Regions from separate parts of the Sus scrofa genome. Here region 1 is linked to region 2. A link is a contact called in public promoter capture Hi-C data. All regions are on one chromosome and are shown on one strand. The core of a region is the stretch at or near the end of the contact, and the rest is flanking DNA. Distances in the headings are between cores, read along the strand shown. Region 1 holds the start of MED20 (mediator complex subunit 20). Region 2 holds the start of TFEB (transcription factor EB).

Region 1 (6,091 bases), core at 598-3,097, 150 kb before region 2:
TTTCTGCTCAGAGCAGAAACTCCCCCGTTTCAGGTCTTGTAACTGAGCAGAGCCCCATGGGGCTCCTGGGCACAAGCCTTTCTGTGTCATCCATTTCTTGTTTTGGGAAATAAACTTCAGCCTCCATGACCTTCTCAGAGTTCCAAAGGGCAGGTTCACACAGTTGCTAATCAGGGGAGGGTGAGGATGCAGAGACTGGGGAGGAACAGTTAAAAGACAATAGTACAGGAATTCCTTTTGTGACTCCGTGGTAATGAACCCAACCAGCATCCAGGATGCGGGTTTGATCCCTGGCCTTGGAGGATCTGGTGTTGCCATGAGCTGTGATGCATGTCACAGACATGGCTTGGATCTGGCATTGCTGTGGCTGTGGTGTAGGTCAGCAGCTGCAGCTCTGACTGGACCCCTAGCTCAGGAACCTCCATATGCCACAGGTGCGGTCCTAAAAAGCAAAAAAAAAAAAAAACAAAAAACAGAGACAATAGTGCAACCTTGGGGCAGGTCCAGATTCCTCCTCAAGGAATATACATAGTATCTTTGAGCCCTTCTGCAGAACTATTACTTGATGAAGTATGAAGCATTCTTCAGTGGAAAAAAGGAGGACCACCAGAACCAGTCCTGGGGCCACTAAACAGGAGCGTGAGAAACCGTGCAAGTTTGCCTCGACCCTGGTCCTTAACTGCGGCTCTATTTTCCACTCTTACACTGTAAAACCATCTCCTAATCTCTCTCAAGGGGACCATAGTCTTTAGGGCACTAACCTGCTCTGGCCCTCCTTTGGCAGAGCAATAGAGATATCTTTTTCTTCTTCACCCAAAACCCTGTCTCTGTGCTTCAACTGGGCATCGGAGGACAGAGACAGAGTTTTGGCAACACTACCTGCCTCATATCCTAGCTCCCCTCCTCGCACCGGTTTCCTCCGTGCTACCTGAGATTCTGTCTCCCGGGCCTAGGTCCTAATTTTGCTCCAAATAAAACTTAACTCTCAACTTTTAGGTGAAGGTCTCCAGCCACCCTAAATCCGGCCAGGGCTGGGTCTCCCATTCCATTACCTTTGCTAGAGTGTAATACGCCCCCCTGGGTTTTTTTTTTTTTTTTTAATTCCAAACTATTATCCTGCCGGACACTTTTCAGCCTACCACTACCAACTACCCATCCTCTTTCTCGCACCCACTCTCGCTACTCACCCAGCCGCGTGGTGCGATCTTGAGGTGCCGCCGGCCTGTCCCCGGTCCCATGCTCAGCCTCGAGCTCCTCTTGCTGCTGCCGCGCTTGTTGCAAAATCCGTCGGGTCAGCCGAGGCCCCACGTACTCCTCCTCCTCTTCTCCGGTTCCGCGACCCCGCCGCTTTTCCCGGGTCCCCGCCCGCACCGCATTCCCAGCCAGGATTTGGTCGGCCAGGGGCGCATGCTTTTCCTGACCCTCGGCCCCGCGGGCGGCCTTGAGTTTGGGCATTTCGCTAGAAAACCTCGCCGGGAAGTTTCACATGTGGGGACAGAGGAAAAGCTCTGAGTGCGCCGGCGCAGGGAACTCCCCAGAGGCCAGACGGTGATTACAGCGCCCCCTGGTGTTCGGAGGCCGGACCTGCCACCATCCCCGCCCCACCCCCTGATAGAGCTCCTGAGTCCTGGAGCTGGACTCCCGAATAAACTCATTGCAATTAACATCGCCTTCTCTAAGCAGTGGCAGTCCAAGCCACGCTTTCTTAGCTTCATGAATCTAGGCCCGGGGTGATTTGTCGAATAGGAAGTCCCCGAGCTGCAAGCCTAGGGGGCGGAGCCCTGCAGTGACGTCACTGGAGGCGCCTGTACGCCCCGTTCCTCGTGGCCGCCGAAGGGACTCGCACTTTTTACGTTATTTCCGGAGCACCTCCTACTACCGAAGCTTTCGTTAGGTCGGTGGTTTCACCTCGCGTGGGCTGCAGCAGAGCACTGCGTATCAGCTGTTCAGTACTGTCATCTTCCTGGCCTAACATCATGGGAGTGACTTGGTAGGACTTCAAGGGATTTCGTGGGGCGAAGCTTGGGGTGGTGAAGGGCCGGTGGAGCCTCCAGTGTCCCCGAGAGGAGGATCGGGATCAGGGTCTGAGAGAGATGCCCTCGAGTTGTGTGGGTGAGGGGACCACTGTGAGGGCTGCGAAATCTGCGGGCCTTTTTCCTCGGAGATGCGCCCCTTCTTTCTCAAAGGTGGCAGGTTAAAAATTTTTATCTTAAGAATCCACCAGTGGTCGCGTACCTCCTTCCGTTTTTCTTGGTATATTCTTCCTGCTCGTCATCCCACAGTACTGCCTGGGGTCGGAAATAGTATGTCGGGTTTAGGACCCATCTGCAGTCAAGGTTGGATGGGTTGTGGGGAGGGAGATAGACAACATTGAAGGCAGTATCTTTTTTAGGTTTTTGCCCTTCCCTATGGCCACTAAATGCAGTTAGACCAGCCTGTGTCTAGTTCTAATTTGGCCATTTTAAGATCTCGGGTCTAGAGGGGGAAAAAAAGAAGCTATTGGGAGTTAGGAGATTGGGATGTTAGGCACATCACCTCCTCAGAACCTGTTTCCTACTATGTTTAATTACATGCTTGGTTTAGTTTCTGTGGACTTAATATCTGTAACGTGTTATGAGTCAGAGTGCAGGGAAATATGGGCCTCATGCTCTTGGAGGCATTAGTTCCAAAATGCTAGATTTCAGGGCTTAAAAGAAAAAAAAAAAAAAAGGTATCTGGAGCATCTTTCCAATCAGAGAGGGCTAGAGGCCAGGGTATCAGGAGTCAGTGGCTATAGAGTCTTCATATAAGAAAAGAGCCTGTGGGAATTCTTCCTCCCAGTCACCCAAGTCTTGCACACTTGTCAGTGACTGCACATTTGCTTCCTGCAGTTGACATCATGAGCCTCTTTGGAAGTCTTTTAGTGTAAGGAGGATGTGAAGAATGGAGATGAAAAGTTTCCTCCGCAGAGGCATGGAATCCTGGAAGCCCCTGTTGTTTTTTTCTTTTCTTTTTTAAATTAAAATATAGTTGATTTACAACATTGTGTCAGTTTCTGCTGTGAGGCCCCTGTTGTTGTTTTTGTTTTTGTTTTTGTTTTCTTTTTTCTTTTTTTCTTTTTAGGGCTGTTCCTACAGCTTTTTTTTTTTCTTCTTCTTTTTTTCTTTTTAGGGCCGTTCCTGTGTCACATGGAAGTTCCCAGGCTAGAGGTTGAATCAGAGCTGTGGCTGCCAGCCTGTGCCACAGCAATGCCAGATCCGAGCTGCATCTGCAACCTACACTACAGCTCATGGCACCGCCAGATCCTTAACCCACTGAGCGAGGCTAGGTGATCGAACCCATATCCTCATGGATACTGGTCACATTCTTAACCCGCTGAGCCACGAGCAGAACTCCGAAGCCCCTGTTCCTTCAGTGCAGAAGGCAGACAGAGGGAAAAGGCCCTCTGTTGGGACCCTTCTCGACTTTTCAGATTCCTAGTACTTTGGACCCCAGTTGTATCATCTAAGGGATTCTCTTATTTTTCAAAATAAAGGCCATCATCATTGTGGCTTGTTAGTGCTCTTCCTGATGGAGATTACTGACAATTTGTAGCAACAGCAGGGGTCTGTTTTTATATTTTCCTTTAGTTGATCATAATTGGTCATAAAGTAATGCAGTACCTCCCAAAATTCAGCCACATAATGATTGTCTTTATGATTTTTATATAACTTCATAGCACTTGAACTATTTATTTTTTTTTAATTTTTTTTTTCTTTTTGCCATTTCTTGGGCCGCTCCCGCAGCATATGGAGGTTCCCAGGCTAGGGGTCTAATCAGATCTGTAGCCGCTGGCCTACGCCACAGCTCACGGCAACACAGGATCCTTAACCCACTGAGCAAGGGCAGGGATCGAACCCACAACCTCATGGTTCCTAGTCGGATTCGTTAACCACTGCGCCACGACAGGAACTCCTAATGCTTTCTTTTGATTCTGTTTTTTTCCTTATAAGTATTTTAACAGACAACTGTATCCTTAGGAAAGCATTCTTTTTTTTTTTTTTCCTCTTTCAGCTGCACTCGAGGCATATGGAAGTTCCCAGGCCAGGGACTGAATCTGAGTCACAGCTGTAAGCTGTGCCACAAATGTGGGAATGTCAGTTCCTTAACCCACTGCCCCAGGGCAGTATCAAACCCATGCCGTCACAGAGACAATGCTGATCCTTAACCACAGTGGGAACTTGGAAAGCTTTCGGTGGAGCATTTAAGAGCATGGACACGGAGCCACCTCACTTGACTACACTGCATTAAGCAGTATGACCTTGTGCCAGTTACTCAACCTCTCTGTTCAGTAGTTTTCTCATTTGTAATGAAGAAATGATTATGCTGTGTCTTATAGGGCTGATGCAAGTTAATTCATCTAAAGGCTTTGGGCACTGCCTGGCTCATAGTTGGTGCTTGGTAATTATTACCTACCACTTAAAGTAGAAGCCAGTTGCACTCTCCATAGAAGGAAATCTTGGAAATAACTTTTTATCTCATTGTTTTGGCTAAATTCTTGTTGCCTCTCACTCTCAAAGATTAGAAACTTGAGGCTTGCTTTCTCTTTGATCCAAGGATCCTTAGAACTTTCTTCATTGATGAAAATGTTCTATGTCACTGTCCGGTACACCAGTTCCTAGCCACTTGTGGCTATTGAGCTATTGAAATGTGGGCAGTGCAACTGAAGAGTTGAAGTTTTCATTTCTGTCGCACATGGCTTGTGGCTCCTGTGCTGGACAGCTTTCGTTCAAAGTGTTAGAGAGTTAGTAAAAACACAGTAACCCCAAATGGAGGCTTTCTCCTTGATGGAGTCAGAACTGAAAGAAACACAGAGTAAATTCCTTTCTCATCACATGACTTAGTGTCACTGAATGCTCGCTCTGTGTGCCACCTAAAACATTGGCACACATGCCACACTTGGGAAATGCAGGTGCAGTAGGCTGTTCTCTGCAAATGTGTGAGACTCCTAAGACCAAGCTCTGGTTCTTAGCAGAGCCCCAGGGACTGTGGGCCTCTATTTCCTTGTCTTTATGAGGGGGTTGGGTTGACGGTGTCTAAGCTGACACCTGGCCCTGATGAGCTGTGATCCTGCGACTGGCTCACGTGAGTCCATGTGCATAATGATTTTGGTCCCCTCCCTTCCAGTGTGTCCCAGATGCCTGTGGCCGAGGGCAAGAGTGTCCAGCAGACTGTGGAGCTACTCACCCGGAAATTGGAGATGCTTGGGGCAGAGAAGCAAGGAACATTTTGTGTGGACTGTGAGACCTACCACACTGCTGCCTCTACCCTTGGCAGCCAAGGTCAGTGAGCGATGGATCTCTGGGATGGCTGGAACCTGGCTTGGACTTAACAGACGTTCACATTCATTCATTGAAGTCTTTCTGTTCTTCTGCTAAGGGTGGTATTCTTGGGCATGTGGCCAATGTGTTTCTGAATTCATTAGTTTTTTGTTTGTTTTGTTTTTCATTTCTTTTTCTGGCCGTACCTGTGGCATGTGGAAGTTCCTGGATTAGGGGTCAGTTGGAGCTGTAGCTCCTGGCCTACGCCGCAGCTTGCAGCAATGCCAGATTCTTTAACCCACTGATCAAGGCCAGGGATCAAACTCACATCCTCATGGATACTAGTTGGGTTCTTAACCCACTGAGCCACAAGAACTCCAGAATTCATTGATTTTTTTTTTTTTTTTTTGTCTTTTTGTCTTTTTTGTTGTTGTTGCTATTTCTTGGGCCGCTCCCGCGGCATATGGAGGTTCCCAGGCTAGGGGTTGAATCGGAGCTGTAGCCACCGGCCTACGCCAGAGCCACAGCAACGCGGGATCCAAGCCGCGTCTGCAACCTACACCACAGCTCACGGCAACGCCGGATCGTTAACCCACTGAGAAAGGGCAGGGACTGAACCTGCAACCTCATGGTTCCTAGTCGGATTCGTTAACCACTGCGCCACGACGGGAACTCCAGAATTCATTAATTTTTGACTTTATTTCTTAGACTGGGCCTATGTTGAAGTCTTTTTTTTTTTTTTTTTTTTTGGTCTTTTGTATTTTTAGGGCCTCACCCACAGCATATGCAGGTTCCCAGGCTAGGGGTTGAAT
Region 2 (6,287 bases), core at 20-2,519:
AAGTTTCTAGGAGGTTTGCAGTGGGGCACTGATGTTCTCAGGGAAATAGGGCAGAAGGTAGGGCCTGGGGATGGGCCCCGTATCCCTCAAAGCTTGGAAGTCCACAGTGTCTCTCCGGAGAGGGAAGACAGTGGCCTTGAAGCAGGGTGTTCCTTTGTAATGGACAATCCAATGCTCTGCACTTTACCAAACGACCACCCGAGTGACCCCAGGCATGTGTACTAGCAGTGTGACTAGAGGGCCAACGTCTCCTAAATCTAGGCCGCCTCCTTCTTATCTATGGTCAGGTTTGCACTAGGAGTTTTCAGAGGAAGGCTGGATGCTGATGTGCACTTGTAACTGTCATGGGTCCTTTAGGGAGGTGGCTGATGGCACCAGAACCTGTTTCCAGGAGGGTTTCCAAAGATCTGGGTTGAGTCAAGCTGATCATATCTTCACTCAGACTCCTATGTCCCAGGGCCTGGCTCTTAACCATGGACTTTGCTACTTGAATTACATGAAAATGAAAATCAAGCCTTTTTGTTCTAACCACATGAGCAAGAGGTCTTGTCCTTCTGGACATCATCCTTGTAATCCTTAGGACATGGGGTGGGGTGGGGGGACAAGATGGTATGGAGAGGAGGAGAAAGCAGAGAATGATAGATAGCTCAGTATCCTGTAACTTCCAGCAGGCAGGAAATTTCTGTTCGGCCACATGGCGGTGGTGGTGGTGGTGGTGGTGGGGTACCTACAAGATTGGGCTAATGAGGTCTATGTGGGAAGAGGGTATAAATGGAGAACTCATGGGAGGGGAGGTGGGCTCAATTTTACAGTCATATTTCCTTCACCACACTGACCAAACTTGTCCCTTATGCTCAAGATCCAGGCCTGGTACCCCACTCCAAACTAGGAGGGAAACTGAGGTTTGACAGAGAGGGTTTCTATGGCAACAGCACACCATCTGGAACTCTACAACTAATTTTCCTAGACTCCTGCTGTAGGCCTCTCCTTGGGGGTCAGATGGGCCACAGGGTGTACTGTAGTAAGCTGTGGTTCGGACATCACTTACTGAAAAGAGAAAGAAAACTTGCACAAGGGATAGAAACGAATTGGAACAAAGTTTCCAAATTAAATGCCAAGTCCCTATAGGAGGCTGGACTAGAGCGGTACTACAAATCCCGGCGTGCCTATCGGAGCCGCAGGGAGGACTACATTTCCCAGCGGACATCGCGGCAGGCCGGCGAGGGGCGGGGCGGGGCGGGGCGGGGCCGCAGTATCCGATGCTGCCCTCTGCCGGGCGCGGCGGGAAGTGGATGCCGAGTGACAGCAGGAGCCCCGGCGCCGGGCGCGGGGCTCGGTGACAGCGGAGGCGGCGGCCGCAGGCTGGACGTAGGGAGAGGCGGCGGCGCCGACTGCAGAGGGAAGGGCAGACTGGGCGGGCCTCCCTAGTGGCGCGGAGCCGGAGGAGCCCGGGAGGGGGCGGCCGGCGCAGCTCACGGGCCGGACACCTGAACTTGGGACAAGTTGCCAGAGCCGCGGGGCGCGGGAGGCGGACGGATTGACCTTCAGAGATAGGTGAGCGGTACCAGGGGGCAAGAGGTGAGCGGAGGGCCCGGAACCCCCGACCCAGGCTCCCCTGCTCCGATCCCGTGGGTCCGGGAGACAGGTGGGTGGGTGGGGGTGTCGGCTAGAAAGGGGAGCGAGACCGTGTGCGCCGCTCTGCCACCCGCCCCGCTGTCTGTCTAGCCCGGGACGCCCGGCGCATGGCCGGGGCGGCGCTGCCCGCGGTGCTCGGGAGCCCCTCCAGCCCCTCCCTTCAGGCCTGGGCCGGGGGGCGGCTTCTCTGAGACCTTATGTAACCAGGCGGGAGGGGCCGGGGCGGGCATGGGCCTTCCCGGCCCGGGAGCTGGGAGTCTAAGGGGCGGGAGGCGTGGGAGTGAACTTGCAAGAAGTTTGAGGGCGTGTGGGCCCTGCGCCCACTTCTTCTCCACCGGACGCGGCTGGGGCGGGTGGCACGGGGGAGGGAGCCGGAGGTAGGGGAGGTGTGCGGGGGACGAGTCCGGCCAGGCCAGGCCCTGCCTGGATGGTCCGGGGAGTGGGAGGGCCGGAGCGGCGCCACGCCCCGGGGGCTGGGCTGCTGGGGGGGGGGGGTGGTGGAAGTACCATCTCTCCCTCCCTTCCCGTCCCTTCCTCCCCCTCGTCTCTAGAAGAAGCCGCCCCTACCCGCGTCCTGTGGCATCCCCGAGCGCCGTCTTTTTCTCCCTCTTGCGTTATTCCATGACCTTAGGGGACCCCAACCCCAGAGCTCACCCACCGCGCGCCCCGGATTCTGCCTTCCCTGGAACTCCCAGCCATCTGCCCGCCTTCCGAGTACCCCCCCTCCGTCTCAGTCCCGAATCCCGGAAAACACGCCCCCTTCCCCCGAGTCCCTGAGTCCGCACCGCCCAACCCGAGGCTGTCCCGCCCCCAAGTCAGCGCTCCTTCTCCCCCCTCCCGGTACCCCGATCAGCTAATCGCCTCCTCGAAGGGAGCGGGCTGATGCCAGCTAGGCGCCCCCGCCCCTCGGCCCCCTCCCGCCCGGGGTTCTGGCTTCACGCACGGCTGCCCCGAGCTGCTCAGGGTTGCGCGAGCAGGTTCGCGCCGCAGCCGCCTGGTGCGCCCCAGCCCCGCGCCCAGGGAGAGAGAGGGAGGGCGCTCGGGGCGGGGCTCGTCTGCGCGAGCGCCCGCACAGCCCAGGGCTCCCCCACTCTCTCCTCATTTCAGCCAGCACCTCACCGCCGAGTATTTCTCCGATGCCCGATCCGCGCCTGCCGTCCTCCCCCCTCCCCCCCGTCCGTTCTGGGGGATGGTTCTGAGCGAACAGTTTCTGGGCTAAACTTTAGCGCTTTGGCTTAGCGTTCCCTGAGGAAGTGTCCGTAAATTGCCGCCCAGCTCCCACCGCCTCCCACCCTGAATGAGGGGTGCTTAGTCGAGTGAGGAAGAGGTCAAGGCTGGGGCAGGCCTCCCCGGTGATACCTCTGAGATGTGGGCTCAGGACCTTCCTGGCTGAAATTGCACTGGCCCAAGACCTGGCATCCTTGGGTAACTAGGGGTGGAGGGGGAGGTAGGGGGTTGGTCTCTGGTGTCCTCCAGGGCTGCCACCTGCAGGTCCCCGCAGATCAGAATGCAGTTCTTGGGTCCTTGGCTTGTTCCCCCTGAGCCCTTCACTGTGCCCAGCCTGAGACAGCCCCCAGGCCCTGCCCTCGGGGAGGTCACAGTCTGGGAGCCAGCCAACCAGCACTAGTTACAGGCTGGCCAGAGGAGGTCATAGCAGGGAAGGGCTGGCTGCCTTCAGCCCTACCTACCGGGTGGTCTGAGGTGTGCTGGGACCATGCCTCAGTTCCCCGGGCTTGGGAACAGTAGCAACTCTCTCGGTCCCCTTCTTTCTGCCTGCGTCCTGGGAAGGGAGAACTGGGAAGCAGAGAGTGTAAATGAATGACTGTTTGGGGTGACTCTGCGCTCTGCTTGTCTGGGAGGGCAGCCAACGTTGCTTACAGTTTACAAGGCCGGTTCCAGCTGCAGTGCTGTTTTGCCCTCAGCTCTGCTCTCTGAAAGGCAGCCAGATGGGAACCCGGGTCTCCTGGTTCCAGGCCCCGTGGAGAGGGTGCTGGGGTTGGGGACACCTCCTCAGGTGATCTCTCCATCTGCGGGCTGATGGCCTGGTCACTCACAGTCAGAGGTGGCGAGGAGGGCCGGCCAGGGCTGGCAGGAGCCCAGCTAGGGTTCTGGGGTGATGGAGGTTCCCCGTCTCACCCCCAGTGGCCAGTGAAGCCTCCCTTTCCGCCTCTCAGCTGGAAAGCAGGTGGGAGGGGCCTCCCACCCCTCAGGCCTGGCTGCCCTTTGAGGGTCTGGCTTCTGGCCCCATCCCTCCTGGGGTTCTGTTTATGGCTGTAATTGCATCATTAGACAGAGTTTATGGAGTTACTTAGCACCTGCCCCCACAGGGAGTGGCCCAGCCATCCCCTGGCTTCTGTCTCTTCCTTTTCAAAGTCAACTTGGTTTCTGCCTGCAGCAGGGGTTTCCCCAACCGCAGCTGGCATGAAAGCCAGGTTGGGCCTTTGTCCTAGGGATGGAAGGCAGTCAGCACTGGGGGCCCAGCATGGGGCTGCCCTGGAGATGACCATGGAAATGGGGTTGGCTTCCTCTGCAGAGGGAGGAAGTTCAGGGTTCCCAGAGCTTCCAGAAGTGTCCATATCCCAGGATACAGTGCTCATTTTTGCGTGTAACGCGTGTATCCTCATCTGAAAAGAGAGAGATAAAATTGCACACACTTGGCAGGTGACTTTGAGGAGCCAGGTGCCTGGTACATGGTGAGTCCACCATGCTGCTCTGTATGTCAGGGTGGGATGTGTGCAATTAATGGGAGTTTGCGTGTGTGGTTATGAGATTATAAGTATTTAGGTACATGTATATAGGTGAAGTGTGTCTATGCATGTCTATGTGAGTGTAACAACAACAGAATATTAATAGAATATCCATCCGTCCTCTTTATGCTCTAATAGAGCAATACTGTAATAAAAGTTAGTTATGAACAATAGTTGCCAACATTCATGGTGTATTTAATCTTCAGAATAAGGTAGGGATTATTATCTCGGGTCAGAGAAGTTAGGCGGGGCTGCCTGAAGTCACACAGCCTGAAAATGGTAGGGATTCTAACCCAGGCCCAACTGGTTCCAGAATTCACGTTCTCAGTCCCTGCAGAAGACCCCCTCGGGGTTTTCCAGGCAGAGCAGAGATGTGGTGGTGCCGGAACCTTCTTTTTCCCCACCCGAGGTCTCCAGCTCTGAGCAGGGGTGGGGCTTGCTGAAACCCCTGCCCCAGGACACGCCTGTCTCCTGGCTGCTCTTCTGAGCTGCTGACAGGTGACCAAGGACCCCTGGCAAGAGCTGTCTTGACGGTGTGGGGAGGAGAGGGATTCAGACGAGGCTTCCTGGGTCTCCTTGGATACCTCAAACACTCCCTTGCAATGAAGGCCTCAGCAGGCACTTGTTTAATCAGACATGGAGAAAAGGCTGTGGTGGGAGTGCCCGCAGCTCAGTGGGCTAAGAACCCGACTAGTATCCATGAGGACATAGGTTTGATCCCTAGCCTTGCTCAGTGAGTTAAGGATCCGGTGTTGCCATGAGCTGTGGTGTAGGCCACGGACGCAGCTCAGATCTAGTCTTGCTGTGGCTGTGGTGTAGGCCGGCAGCTACGGCTCCCATTCGACCCCTAGCCTGGGAACCTCCATGTGCCATGGGTGCAGCCCTAAAAAGAGGGGGCAAAAGGGGCTGTGGGGACTCTTGGGTGAGAACGAGACAGCTGTGGCGGAAGATGGAGAAGAACCAGGAGACCCCATGCTGACAGGCTGTGTGTCGAGGGAGGGCCCTGCTTCTCTCAGCCTCTGTTTCAGCACCTGTGAACCTGGATCATCTGTGGGGTCCCCTAGAGGGAGCGCCTTCTACTGGTCTGAGCAAGGCATCCAGACAGGCGAGGCTTCAGAAAGTGGGGGTAGGGTGCAAGGGAGCTGGAGGGTGGGGGGCGGCGGCGAGGGTTGGGGAGGCGCTGAAGTTCATTCAGTAGAGCTTTCACTAAAGCCTGGCCCCATGGAGCGACCAGCCAACTTTCCTTGTGACAGAGCCATAGCCACCCTATATTGAGCACCGGGAGAAGGGTACCCTAGCCAGGGGGGCAGTGGAGAGCACGGGCTCCAGGGCCAGGAACCCCGGCTCTGCACCTGCTAGCTGTGTGACCCTGGGCCAGCTGCTGTGCCTCCGTTTCCACACCTTGAGAGGGACCTGTGGAACAGCACCGACCTAGCAGTGCCCTAGGGAGGGCTAAGTATTTGGCGCTCACTGAGCATCCGGGACTTAGTGCCGGGCTCCAAAAATGTTAATTGTCATAATTAACTCCTGTAACGTATTTATTTCTTTATTATTTCTCATTTCCAGGTGAGGAAATAGAGGCATAGAGAGCTCTAGGGGAGAAACAAAGACCTACCTATGGGTTATAAACAGCCTCCCCGCCCCTGCCCCCCATGCGTCTAACATCCTCAAGCAAAATGCCTGACGCAGCCTTTGCAGATTCCCGCTGTTCCGCACCCAGCCCTGGTCTCCACAATTAAGATACCAGATTTGGTGATGCCTGCAGCACATCCACCCCTGCCCTGCCCTGCCCTGCCCTGCCCTGCCCCTTGGGACTCCTTGGAGAGCATCTGGCCAGGCCACTTGCAAGCGCTCCTGACTGGAGCCCCCACCCCCCACCTCCACCGCCGCCCTCCCACTGCCTTC

The links. Promoter capture Hi-C pulls out the DNA fragments that hold promoters and counts their contacts.
Region 1: a promoter capture Hi-C map of liver shows a contact between it and region 2, with 2.4 times the contacts expected there. The contact joins the promoter of MED20 here to the promoter of TFEB in region 2. A contact is called at or near these places in 1 of 5 promoter capture datasets (liver) and 1 of 2 datasets of contacts at active chromatin or transcription factors (alveolar macrophages).

What each region holds. Positions count from the first base shown.
Region 1 is chr7:37,069,906-37,075,996 of Sscrofa11.1, reverse strand. It overlaps MED20 (mediator complex subunit 20), which reads left to right and starts at 1,847. Exons shown (of 4, transcript NM_001206352.1): 1 at 1,847-1,990; 2 at 5,146-5,300. The coding sequence starts at 1,977. It overlaps BYSL (bystin like), which reads right to left and starts at 1,480. Exons shown (of 7, transcript NM_001130731.1): 1 at 1,188-1,480. The coding sequence starts at 1,455.
Region 2 is chr7:36,915,869-36,922,155 of Sscrofa11.1, reverse strand. TFEB (transcription factor EB) reads left to right here and starts at 1,269. Exons shown (of 9, transcript XM_021098675.1): 1 at 1,269-1,578.